Linked DNA regions of Sus scrofa: region 1 is linked to region 2. A link is a contact called in public Hi-C data. All regions are on one chromosome and are shown on one strand. The core of a region is the stretch at or near the end of the contact, and the rest is flanking DNA. Distances in the headings are between cores, read along the strand shown.

The links. A called contact is a pair of places that touch in the nucleus more often than the background predicts.
Region 1: a Hi-C map of liver shows a contact between it and region 2, with 1.9 times the contacts expected there. The contact joins the enhancer-like site here to the promoter of SNTB1 in region 2. A contact is called at or near these places in 2 of 5 promoter capture datasets (fetal skeletal muscle and liver), 5 of 47 Hi-C or Micro-C datasets (alveolar macrophages, liver and skeletal muscle) and 1 of 2 datasets of contacts at active chromatin or transcription factors (skeletal muscle).

Annotation. Positions count from the first base shown.
Region 1 is chr4:18,456,242-18,461,470 of Sscrofa11.1, reverse strand. The region is part of intron 4 of SNTB1 (beta-1-syntrophin); the gene reads right to left. Among named protein-coding and RNA genes, the nearest start is that of MTBP, 150 kb to the left of the region's middle. Within about 2 kb of position 1,635, at least 4 of the 83 cell types and tissues checked have an H3K27ac peak or open chromatin away from gene starts, as enhancers often do. A contact at or near this core is called in liver, where this site is marked.
Region 2 is chr4:18,286,824-18,292,082 of Sscrofa11.1, reverse strand. It overlaps SNTB1 (beta-1-syntrophin), which reads right to left and starts at 3,327. Exons shown (of 8, transcript XM_021088981.1): 1 at 3,193-3,327; 2 at 2,244-3,028. The coding sequence starts at 2,823.

The DNA.
Region 1 (5,229 bases), core at 386-2,885, 170 kb before region 2:
TTTGGTGGGTTTGGGCTAAGACCCCTGAACTTGCATTTTTAATCAGCAGCATCCTCTCTCCAGGCAATTCTTTTTTTTCTTTTTTCTTTTTCTTTTTTCTTTTTAGGGCCGCACCCACGGCATATGGAGATTCTCAGGCTAGGGGTCCAATCGGAGCCATAGCTGCCAGCCTATGCCACAGCCACAGCAATGCCAGATCCAAGCCGTGTCTGAGACCTACACCACCGCTCATGGCAACACCACATCCTTAACCTCACTGAGCGAGGCCAGGGATCAAACCTGCAACCTCATGGTTCCAGTTGGATTCGTTTCCACTGGGCCACGATGGGAACTCCCTCTCCAGGAAAGTCTGATGAAATTTCTTACAAAACTCTTGCGAAACACTCCAGCACTGCTGCTTGTGCACCAGAGGCTCAGGGATGGTAAACAAGTAAATATAACATGTATGGGCATTTATACAAGAGAAACACATGACTTTCTTTGTATCTGTTTCTTCCAGAGTAAAGAGGGAGAATCACAATGGTGAGACTGATTTTAGAACCACTATGTCAAACACAGTCAAATGGGTTTCTTTATATCAAGACATCTCAGAGCCTTTAATACAGCCTTTAAATTTTGTATAATATTTAATACAGAATATTTAATAATATATAATATTTAAGGCAATGTATAGCATTTTTTCAATGTTATTTGGTCATAGATTCCATTTCTCCTTCATTTCCTATCATGTTACTCCTTTTAAACTGTATTAACAGTTTGGAAAGCAGTCTGGGAAATAATCATAATAGCTTGCATTTGTATGGTGCTCTACGGTTTACAAAGAGCTTACACATGCATCAGGGTTGGATGCGAGAGCTCAAAGAAACTGTCAGTGGTTTGTCCAAGAAGAAAGAGCTCATAGGAACAGAGTAAGGATTAGAACTGGGTTTTTTGAGCTTGATGTTCACTGTTTATCCACTCTCATATTGCAGGTAAGGGAAGCAGTGCAATGAAGTGCAAAGTCATTTACTGCTCTTTCTTCTCTTTTCTTTCCTTCTTTTTTTTCCCCCTCTTTGGTTACCCTGCAGCACATGGGGAATGCTCATGCCTGGCTGGGGATCAGTCAGATCAGAGCCGCAATCAAAACCGAAGCCACGTCTACGGCAACACCAGATCCTTAACCCACTGCACTGGACCAAAGGTGGAACCTGCATCCCAGCACTGTCCAGACGCCACCGACCCTGCTGTCCCACAATGGGAACTCCACCATTTACCTTTCTTTGCCTCAGTTTCCTTATCTGTAAAATAAGGCAGTTGGAACAAATTTGAAAGGGATGCCTTATCCAAAAAATTAAATAACTATCTTTTTCAGCATGGCTGGATTTGCAATCAATTTTTTCAAGTCCTTAACCAGTTCAAATGATCTGCCTTGAACTAGGAATCAGTAGCAGTGGCTGAGCACTCTGGGTGCAATAAAAAATTAGTCACAATTCCTTCTCTGGCATATTATGTCTCCCAGAATGTGCTGCTAGAAATTTTTGTACACAACTATCTCCTAAGGCCACAGAAGCATGCCCTTTTGTACCCCAGCACTGGCCTGCCATCTCTTGAAAAAGCAAACAAAAAAAGAGACAACACAGCACTGCCTTGGAATGTCACCAATGTCCTTGTGGTCAGTGCCACATGGCCAGGCCCGAAGGTCTTAAGTCTATTGTTAGTCAACAGCAGGGCTGGAAGTCAGCTTCCCTTTAGTAATAAAAGCTATTACCTGACTCTTTAAACATTTCAACTTTCTTCCCTATTTCACAGTTCATAAAGCACCTCTCTGATGTACAGGGTGTTTGTTTTTTATTATTTAAGAGAAGATATAAGACAGCATGTTTTGCCACCTCTTGATGGCTTATTACTTCCTATGAGCGAATAAACAGTCATTCTGCAGCACAGCTTTCCTAATTGCTCACGTCTGTTAAGACATCAGTGCACTGGGTGTCTCACTGCCCTCCTTCCAACCCCACCTCGTTGTGTGTCCAACAAGAGCACTGCCAGAGCCCCTGGTTAATACCTACACCCTGCAACTCATTAGGTGCTCATTAGTATCAGAGCCTAGAAGCAACATGATGGATTCCACAATATGTTGGAGCTTGGGTTGGTGTCTCAGCTGAGGACGCCTCAGATGCACAGGTCAGCAACTTGGCAGCGGCTCCACGGCCCACGCTGAGCACATGGCGCTCCACGTAGCCACTGGGGAGGACGACAAATATGGGGCCTCATTAAAAATTGAGAGAAGGAGGGAAAAAAATCCTTTTGCAGGACCCATGAGGCTTCATGGTTATCGATTTGCCCTTCCACTCACATGAAGAATTTATCACCAAAATAAGAGAGCCCTGAACATCCAAGCAGCATCACCATATTTCCAGGAATCAAATACCATGCATCAGGGATCCAAGTGAAAGTTTTAAGCATGTCTCTTTAAATGGTTATTTTTATCCTCTGAATAACACAAGCTGGTTCAAATCTAATGGAGGTAAAGTGAGTATATATTTCTCCTTCCTTCTTTCCTGTTTTCTTCTTTCCTTCCTACTAACTTCTTCCTTAAATGGATATAGTAATGAACAGCTCTTTAAAAACTGTTCTTCCCAAATTTCAGTCTCTCAGATCATCCCCCCCTGTAATGCGTCATTTGGCACATAAGTACTGTTCACACACCTCCTTTTCTTGGAGGACAACAAACCCTAGTAGGAGCAAAAAAAAAAAAAAAAAAAGTATCAGAAAAGGAAGACTGCCTCAGGTCTCCAAATATGTCATGTTTCAAAGTCATTATTTAATAGGACATTTTAGGTAGGACTGTCATGCTATTATTACTAACAGTTTCCCTTTCTTTCCTTTTTTTTTTGCTGCACCCGAAGCCATGTGCAAGTTCCCGGGCCAGGGATCGAACCCACGCCACAGCAGTGACAACATAGGATCCTGAGCCCCTTCCCTTTCTTTAAGAGTGGAACTAGGAGGTAAAGACTAGCAGCAGTTGGTATTTTAGAGATGATTACCTGATCCTACATGGGTATTTAAAATTATCTTGATTTTTGTAGGTCTGGTTTGAAAATGAAGGGGGGAAAAATGCACATTCAATGTTTAAAATTACAGAGCATGCAGGGCTCACATTTTCATAAAACCACTTAAAAATGAAAGGTCAAACCAATCATTCCAACACGGAGAATCTGCTTTCTTGTCAGCACAATTCAAAGAGTAGCTTTTATTTTCAACGATCACACCTTTTTTGGGCAGAATCCCAATGAGCACTTTGCACCATGACAACCAGGAGGCAACGCAGGACATCCTGCGATGGTGCCTCAGAAAAAGAATGTGGACCCTGCAGAGCCCGGGGTCCCCACCTCTAACCTGGGCACACTGCCTTGTGCTCACTCGCTGGGAGAACAGAATTCAACTGTGCTCTGGAAGTTAAATGGAATAGAATCAGTGAGGTCTCAGGAGTGTTAAAGGGAATGAAGATGAAATGACCACAAAGCGCTCAGCAAATGTTTAACTGTTGCTATGGTCTGCAAGTTTGTGTCGCCTCAAAATTCGTACGTTGAAAACTAATGGACGATGTATTATGAGCTGGGGCTTTGGGGAAGTGACTAGATCATGAGGGTATGGACCCCACCTGAATTGGATCCGGGTCTTACAAAAGATATTCCAGAAGAACCCCTCACTCCTTGCCCTTTCCCCATGTGAGGACACAACGAGAAGCCTGCAGTCCAGAGGACAGGCCTCACCGGAGTGTGCTGGCACCTTGATCTTGGACTTCCAGCCTCCAGAGCTGTGAAAAATACATTTCTGTTGTTTAGAAGCCACCCAGTCCATAATATTTTGTTATAGCAGCCCAAATAAATCAAGAAAATTATTTATTCGAACTTGTATGGTTTCTGGAGTTGGGGCACCAAAGAAGAACATTTCTGTGAGTGAGACACTGGAGCGTCTATTTTGTCTATTTTTGGTACATCAAGCCCTAAACTATATTTCATAAAAAATAATGTGCTATTGTTCTCAAACTTAAAAAAAAAAAAAGATAATTTTGAGGTTACAGATTTATACATACTGGGTAAAGATAGTATCAATATGTAAAACTCACTGGAGCTGGTAGTTAGAATAGTGCACCTGGCCCAGTGGGAGATGACGGCAGGCACTCAAGAAAGGTTGTCAAAGTACTTTTCCTAATAATTTATAGCATTTGGCTTCCTCTGGCATTTTGGATGTGGTGCCTCTAGCGGTCAGGCTTAGTTAGAACAACAGCATCCCAACCAATTTCCTGGTCAAAACTCTCCTCCAGGCTCCTAGCTCTGTGAGGCTGAAGCTATTGTCTAAAGGGGTGGAAGGTGCTGAGCTGAGCCAAACTGGGTGCAAATGAGACAGACAGAGAGAGAGAGTGCGTGCAAGTGAGTACGTATTTGGACCAAAGGGGGACACCCATGGAGGAATGACCAATGACCTTTTAGATGCCCAATCTAAGGTGGATTTTCATACATTGCTAAGAAGTTGTCTTTGAAGGCAATTCCAAAGAATTCTAAAAATGTAATACAGCAATGTGCAAGGGAAACTTCCACCGCCTAAGGGTGTCGCTAAGAAAGGCAGGATCACCTAAAGGTATGTATTCAGTGCTCCAAGCCACCCAAGATTAATGGCTGTTCTTAAAGGAATGACTGTGCACTTGGCGCTATTCAGCCTCTGCATATGCTATTCTTGCTATTGAAAATGTCTTTCTCTACCTGATCTTTAAGATTCAGCTTCATACCTTCCTTACCCTCCTAGGCCAGATGAGACAATTTCTTCCTGTGAACCCCTCATGGGCTTTAACACAAAATTATTGCACACACAGTTCTATATATGAAATTCTTAGTTTCCACGTCAGTCTCACCCATTTGTTTAGGAGTTCCATGAAAACATCTCTGAGTTTCCAACCTACTGCCTTGCCCATCACGAACAGTGATCTAAAATCACTTCCCTATAGCACTTATCACTATTTGAACTGTTTGTTTTATTGTATATTTTCCATCTCTCCTGCTGAAACGTAAGCTCCAATACAGCAAGAAACTTGTCTGATGTGTTCACTGTCATACTCCTGGTACTTAAACCTGCCTGGCATAGTGTACGTACTCAATAGCTACTTACCTAATAAATGAATTATAGATGCTGAATGATGCTTATGAGATGGATGAGCAAATAACTAACCATACATGTGCTTAAAGAAAAATC
Region 2 (5,259 bases), core at 2,078-4,577:
TATGTAGAAATTCTGGAATCAAGATGGCATATCAGTGCAGGACCAAATAGATGTGTGATTTTAAAAAGCCTTTCCTGTGGTTCTGAAAAGCCCCTTTGGGCTGGGAATCCCTGCACTGGGCCAACCTACAAAAGAGAGGGTATTTGCAGGTGATTTGATGATATATGATCACTCCCAGCGCATTTAGAACCAATACTTCTCAGAAGAAGAGACACTGTTTTGAAGGGGGGAGGGGAGATCTACTGGTTTATCCTAATAGCAGTTGATTTCTGAAGACTTGGGCTGGAAATAAGACTGCAGCCCCAAGCCCATAGCTTCACATCTAGGAAACCCAGAGGTCTTCCCCTAGAGGTCCTGCCTGGAACACATAACAGTCCATTGTAAGGATGTTATGTTTAAGAGGTTTTAATGAAACTCACTTTTCAGTTGCTGCACCAATACCGTCAGATGATTGCTTGAAAAATTTTTTTTCTTTTGTCTAAGTTTACTTTCAACTGTAGGGAGTCACATTTTCTTCCTCTTTTGGGGTGAGAGAGTTGGTTAATTTTTTTAAACCCCTTTGCTAAGTCATTATTCATTAAATTGAAACTTAGAAGAAGGGACACAATGAGGGGCAGTGCCTGAAACAGAAATGACCTGCCTTTTGTGCCCCCTGATATTTTGCAGTAAATATTGCAAGCTGAGCAGGTGTCTAGCTGTGTATAGTCCAAACTACACTTGCTTCAGATCCCACCTGCCCCTTGTCACACAGGCCAACCCACACTTGAATCAAGAAAACTTTTTTCTGTTTACTATGTTAATCATCAAGCCAAAGCAAATAGCCTTCTACTTTCTGGATCCCAGGTGGCAATTAAATATGAAGACATCACAAATCCTCTAGACAAATAAGGGGGTAAAAAAAAAATCCCTTCTGTATTCTAGGCCAGGAGGTGGGCCATCACATACCACAGAATTGCATCAGCTGTTGCAGGGAACAGAGTCCCTTTCCCAACTTTGAACTTTCTGTTTCACACACCAGCATCTAAGCAGGAAACTGACTTAAGTTCTCAGTTTAGATCAACCACCACTTACAAGTCTCAGTTGAAACAGTCAGTTTCAATGGCCATGGGTTCATTTCTTCCTTGACTCAGCACATATGTCATGGAGTTCAAGGGAGATGACCCATAACCAAATATAGGACCCCCCAGACAACTCAATCCACATTGGCGGGAGGCTGAGTAAATAGATATTTACATGATGTTAGTGCTGCCAGAGGTGTGTACAAAGCTAGGTAAGGGGGCAGAGAGGCAGACAGCAAGTGAAAATGGCAGCTGTAGTGGAAAAGGAGAACGCATTACCCCTTACTCGCCTACTGCCCTTCTCCCTACACAACACCACACAGCCGCCAACGGGTACAAAAGGTGCTACTCATTCTATTCACATTTGGTAACTAGGGGAATGGACACATCAGATCTTAAGAGAGTAGTTTCTTAGACACCTCGCAGGCAAGGAAAACTGTTTACAAATGCAAAGTTGTTTCCACACCACAACTCTGAGGGGGGGGGGAAACACTGGGAAAATGCAGGCAGAAAAGCCACCTCACCAGCCCTCCGCCCAAAGCAACCTGGAATCCAGACTGACCGGCCAAACACCTGGCAGCATAAGTGAACTTTTGCATAAAGCTGCAACACACTCCCCAGCCGTTGGCACAACGCCCCAGCCAGAAGGCCAGTTTCCAGTTTGAAAGGGCAGTCGGGAAGGGTGGTGGGAGTTTTAGCACGCACACATTACCACCCCTCTCTGGCCCTTCTGAGCTTCGACCCTTTTAGCTGGGCTGCCCAGGCTTCAGAGAAGAAAACTGCCAAAGCAGAAAACTGTCAGAGTTGCGATTACTCAGTGAGCTGGCTTTGTAACGTGGACGTGCCCCCTTCATGGCCAGTTCTACTTGGGGCCCCTAAGCTACGCTTAGATTTGGCTCCCGTAAAACTGAGACTACGTGAACTACGCCTCCGACCCCGTGCTCTGCACAGAACACGAACTCAAGAAACCCTGCTCACCGAGACTTTGCCTACACCTCTGCTGGGTCAACGCCTCGCAGGTGGGGACAAGTGGCCCCCAAGTGGGTCAAAGTTGTCAAAACTCCGCCACCCGCGCCCGGCGGTCCCCTGGGGTGTGGCGGCACGTGGGTGGGTGTGAGGATGCGGCGGGAGGAGGCGGTTGGGGTGTGCGTATCCCAGGCAGCCCGCGCAGCGTTAACCCCTCACCTTCCAGCAGCACTTCCTTGCCAGCGCGCTTCAGCGCCTGCACCGCCTCGTCGTGGGTGGCGTCCCGCAGGTCGGCCCCGTTCACAGACAGGATGGCGTCGCCCACGTACAGGGCTTGGGTCTGGTCCGCCGCCAGCCCCTTGAAGATCTTGCTGATGAGGATGGGCATCTTGTTCTCCTTGCCCCCCTTGATGCTGATGCCCAGCCCGCCCAGCTCCTGCTTCAGCACCTTCACGCCGCGCTTCTGGTTAGAGATGGACTCGGGCACCTGCTCCGGCAGGTCGGTGAAGGCGGTGCGGACCCCGGCGGGAGAGTCCGGGGGCTGCGCGCCGCCTGCGCCTGGGTGCCCGGGGCCGGCGCCCCTGCAGAACGAGCCATTGGTGGCGGTCCCGATGCCGTTGTACGCCGCAGCGCCTTCCTCGCAGCTCAGAACCAGGGCGTCTTCGCTCAAGTTCACCAGAACTTTGTGCCAGCGATCCCGCACCAAAACTTCCAGCAGCCCGCTCCGCTGCGCCCGGCCGCCTCCCCCGCCGGCCGGCCCCGCTGCCACTGCCGCTGCCGCCGCCGCTGCTACCGCCATCTTTCCGGCATTCTTAAAATGCCGTGCGATTGCAAAAGGGGGGAAAAGTGGGGAAGGGTTGCTCGGGGAGCGAGGAGAGCGCGCCCGGCAGGGAGGAGGCGGGACGCGGGACTCCGCTCCGCGACTTCGCTGGAGCGCCCGGCGCGAGTTGGCAGCCGCAGTCGGCAGCTTCCCCCTGGCCTGATCCCGGGCGGGGTGGAGCTACCTAAAAGAAGAAGGAGAGACAGAAACAGTGGAGGGGGGCAGCCAGCTGCCAGTTGCAAAACCCCAAACCCAAGGGAAGCCGCGAAACAGCTAAGCGCGGGGGAGGTTCGGAGGGGGAGTCCCTCGCCGGGAAGGGCGGGGACCCAGCGCCTGGCGGCCGCTCACCTGTTCCAGCCGCCGCAGCCTCGGCGGTCACACGCCGCGCGTCCTCTCAGACCCTCCCCGCCTCCGTGCTCTGAGCGCACGTCGCCGCAGGGACAGCTTCCCTCCACCCCGCCCCCAGCCGTCTCTCGTCCACTCACCCTTCTCCCTCGGCGCCTATTCCGCACCCCGCACGGTCTGGGTGTCCTGCCTTGGTCCGCTCACTGGATGCTCTGAAGCCCCCTATCACACCCTCTGTCGAACGGTCTCTCCGCCCTAACCCCTAATTGGGTCTAGTCTCTTCACTCTGGCTTCCAAAAGCCAAGTCTTGGCTTCGGTTCTTACCTGTCTCTCCTTTCCGCAGAGGCTCTCAGGTGGGCTCAGACCAGACGGACAGCCTGGGTTCCCTGAAAGGCAAGAGGGAAGGTTGTCCCAGGAACCCAGGATGAAATGTCAGCATAACCCCAGTGCAGGGAAACTTCTCCTTAAATGCAGGACATCTTTTCTGCTAGGTCTCTGAAGAGGTGTCTCTATGGCTGCGGTTTTCAGCAGGTCACTGTTGGCCCCAGACCCCAGGGACAATTTTTCTTCCTGCCCTAGTACATTACATGCTCTCTGCTCCTGATCTATCCTCTCCCGCCCCAGCAATGCCACGCCAAATGCTTCCTGGGACTTTGTCTGTCTTCCCTGGGTCCAATAGAAAAAAGTCCACTATTTAAGAACTCGGTTGCAATGGATTGTTATCTCAGAAGTTCCTTTCTGAGTGACTTGGAACTCAAGCTGCTTTTTCCTGGGAAACGATATTATAAATTATTGGTTATCTTCCCAGGCCAATCCAGAAGTGCCAACACATGTCTTAGATGAATCTCCCAGAATCCTCCTGGTCCTGGAAACTCTCAGGGGTCCTCCACCCTATGCACATCTCAGGGAGCTCTGGAAGTGTTTCATTCATCTCATCTACCTTCCTTTCCACTTCTTTCTGTGCTTTCTTTGAAACCAAACCAAACCCAAATTCACAAATCAGAGAATTCCTAAAGGTAAATGCAACCCAGCAAGGTGTCAGGAGGAAAGAAATCTTATTGAACACATTGCCACTGAGCTGATGAACAGCATCATTGAAAGTTCTCTAACCCTTCTCAAATGACTCACATTTTTAATTGTGAATGTTTAAAAACACAGAGCAATTCCCAATCTCCAGAGCCTGGGTGGTTGGTATTCCAGGCAGGTGCCAGAAATGAAATGAAAACATTTGGATTTTTCTTTCTTTCTTTTTTTTTTTTTTTATAAGTCACTACAGGTAGGTCATGAGAAACTCTTAGGTTTATACTTCTACTTACAGAATCCTTATTGCCTATATTTCTAACCAGTGTTCCGGAAGCTCTTTATTCATTCAGGTAAAGGTACCCAGGGACAGCAGTACCAGGATCAGTCAAGGAGCTATGAGGGGTGGGACCACGGTATTGGGTGGTAAAACCAGCTGAGGCTGCCCTCTGCTTTAGAGACTAAGGACTTGCACACACACATCGCTCTGCAGGAAAATCAGAGCCTGAGTGTCTGTGTTCTAACCCAAAAGCACCGAGGTGGAGACAGGCACCGGAATGCCAGGGCGATGATTTAGAAATCAAAACATCTGCTCCTGGACTGAAATCGTCCATTCCCATTACACCTGTGTCTTGTCTCTGTGGTCAAGTGATGCTAGAGGCCCAGGCATAACCAGAAGTAATTTATCGATTTGCTGTAAGAAATTGCAAGCTCTGGGATGGGAATTTCTCAGAATCTCTGTGATAAGCACATTTTTTCCGGGTGAGCAAACCTACATGGGAAGGAGTAGGTTGCTTGCTGAAAGTGGCATCAGAGGAAGCGAAGGCAAATATTCAATATCATCAGGCCTGAGGCATGCATGTCAGCCAGAGATGGCTTTGCCAATGGAATTAAAATAACAACCCTTATTCTAAGTGCTTTACAGGTATTAACTTAATCCTCCCAGTTGTTCTTAGGGATACTTGCTATTATCATCACTCCTGTTTCACAGGTGGAAGAATGGGGGTACAGATTTAAAAACTTGCCCTGCTCATGTAGTGGATAAATGGC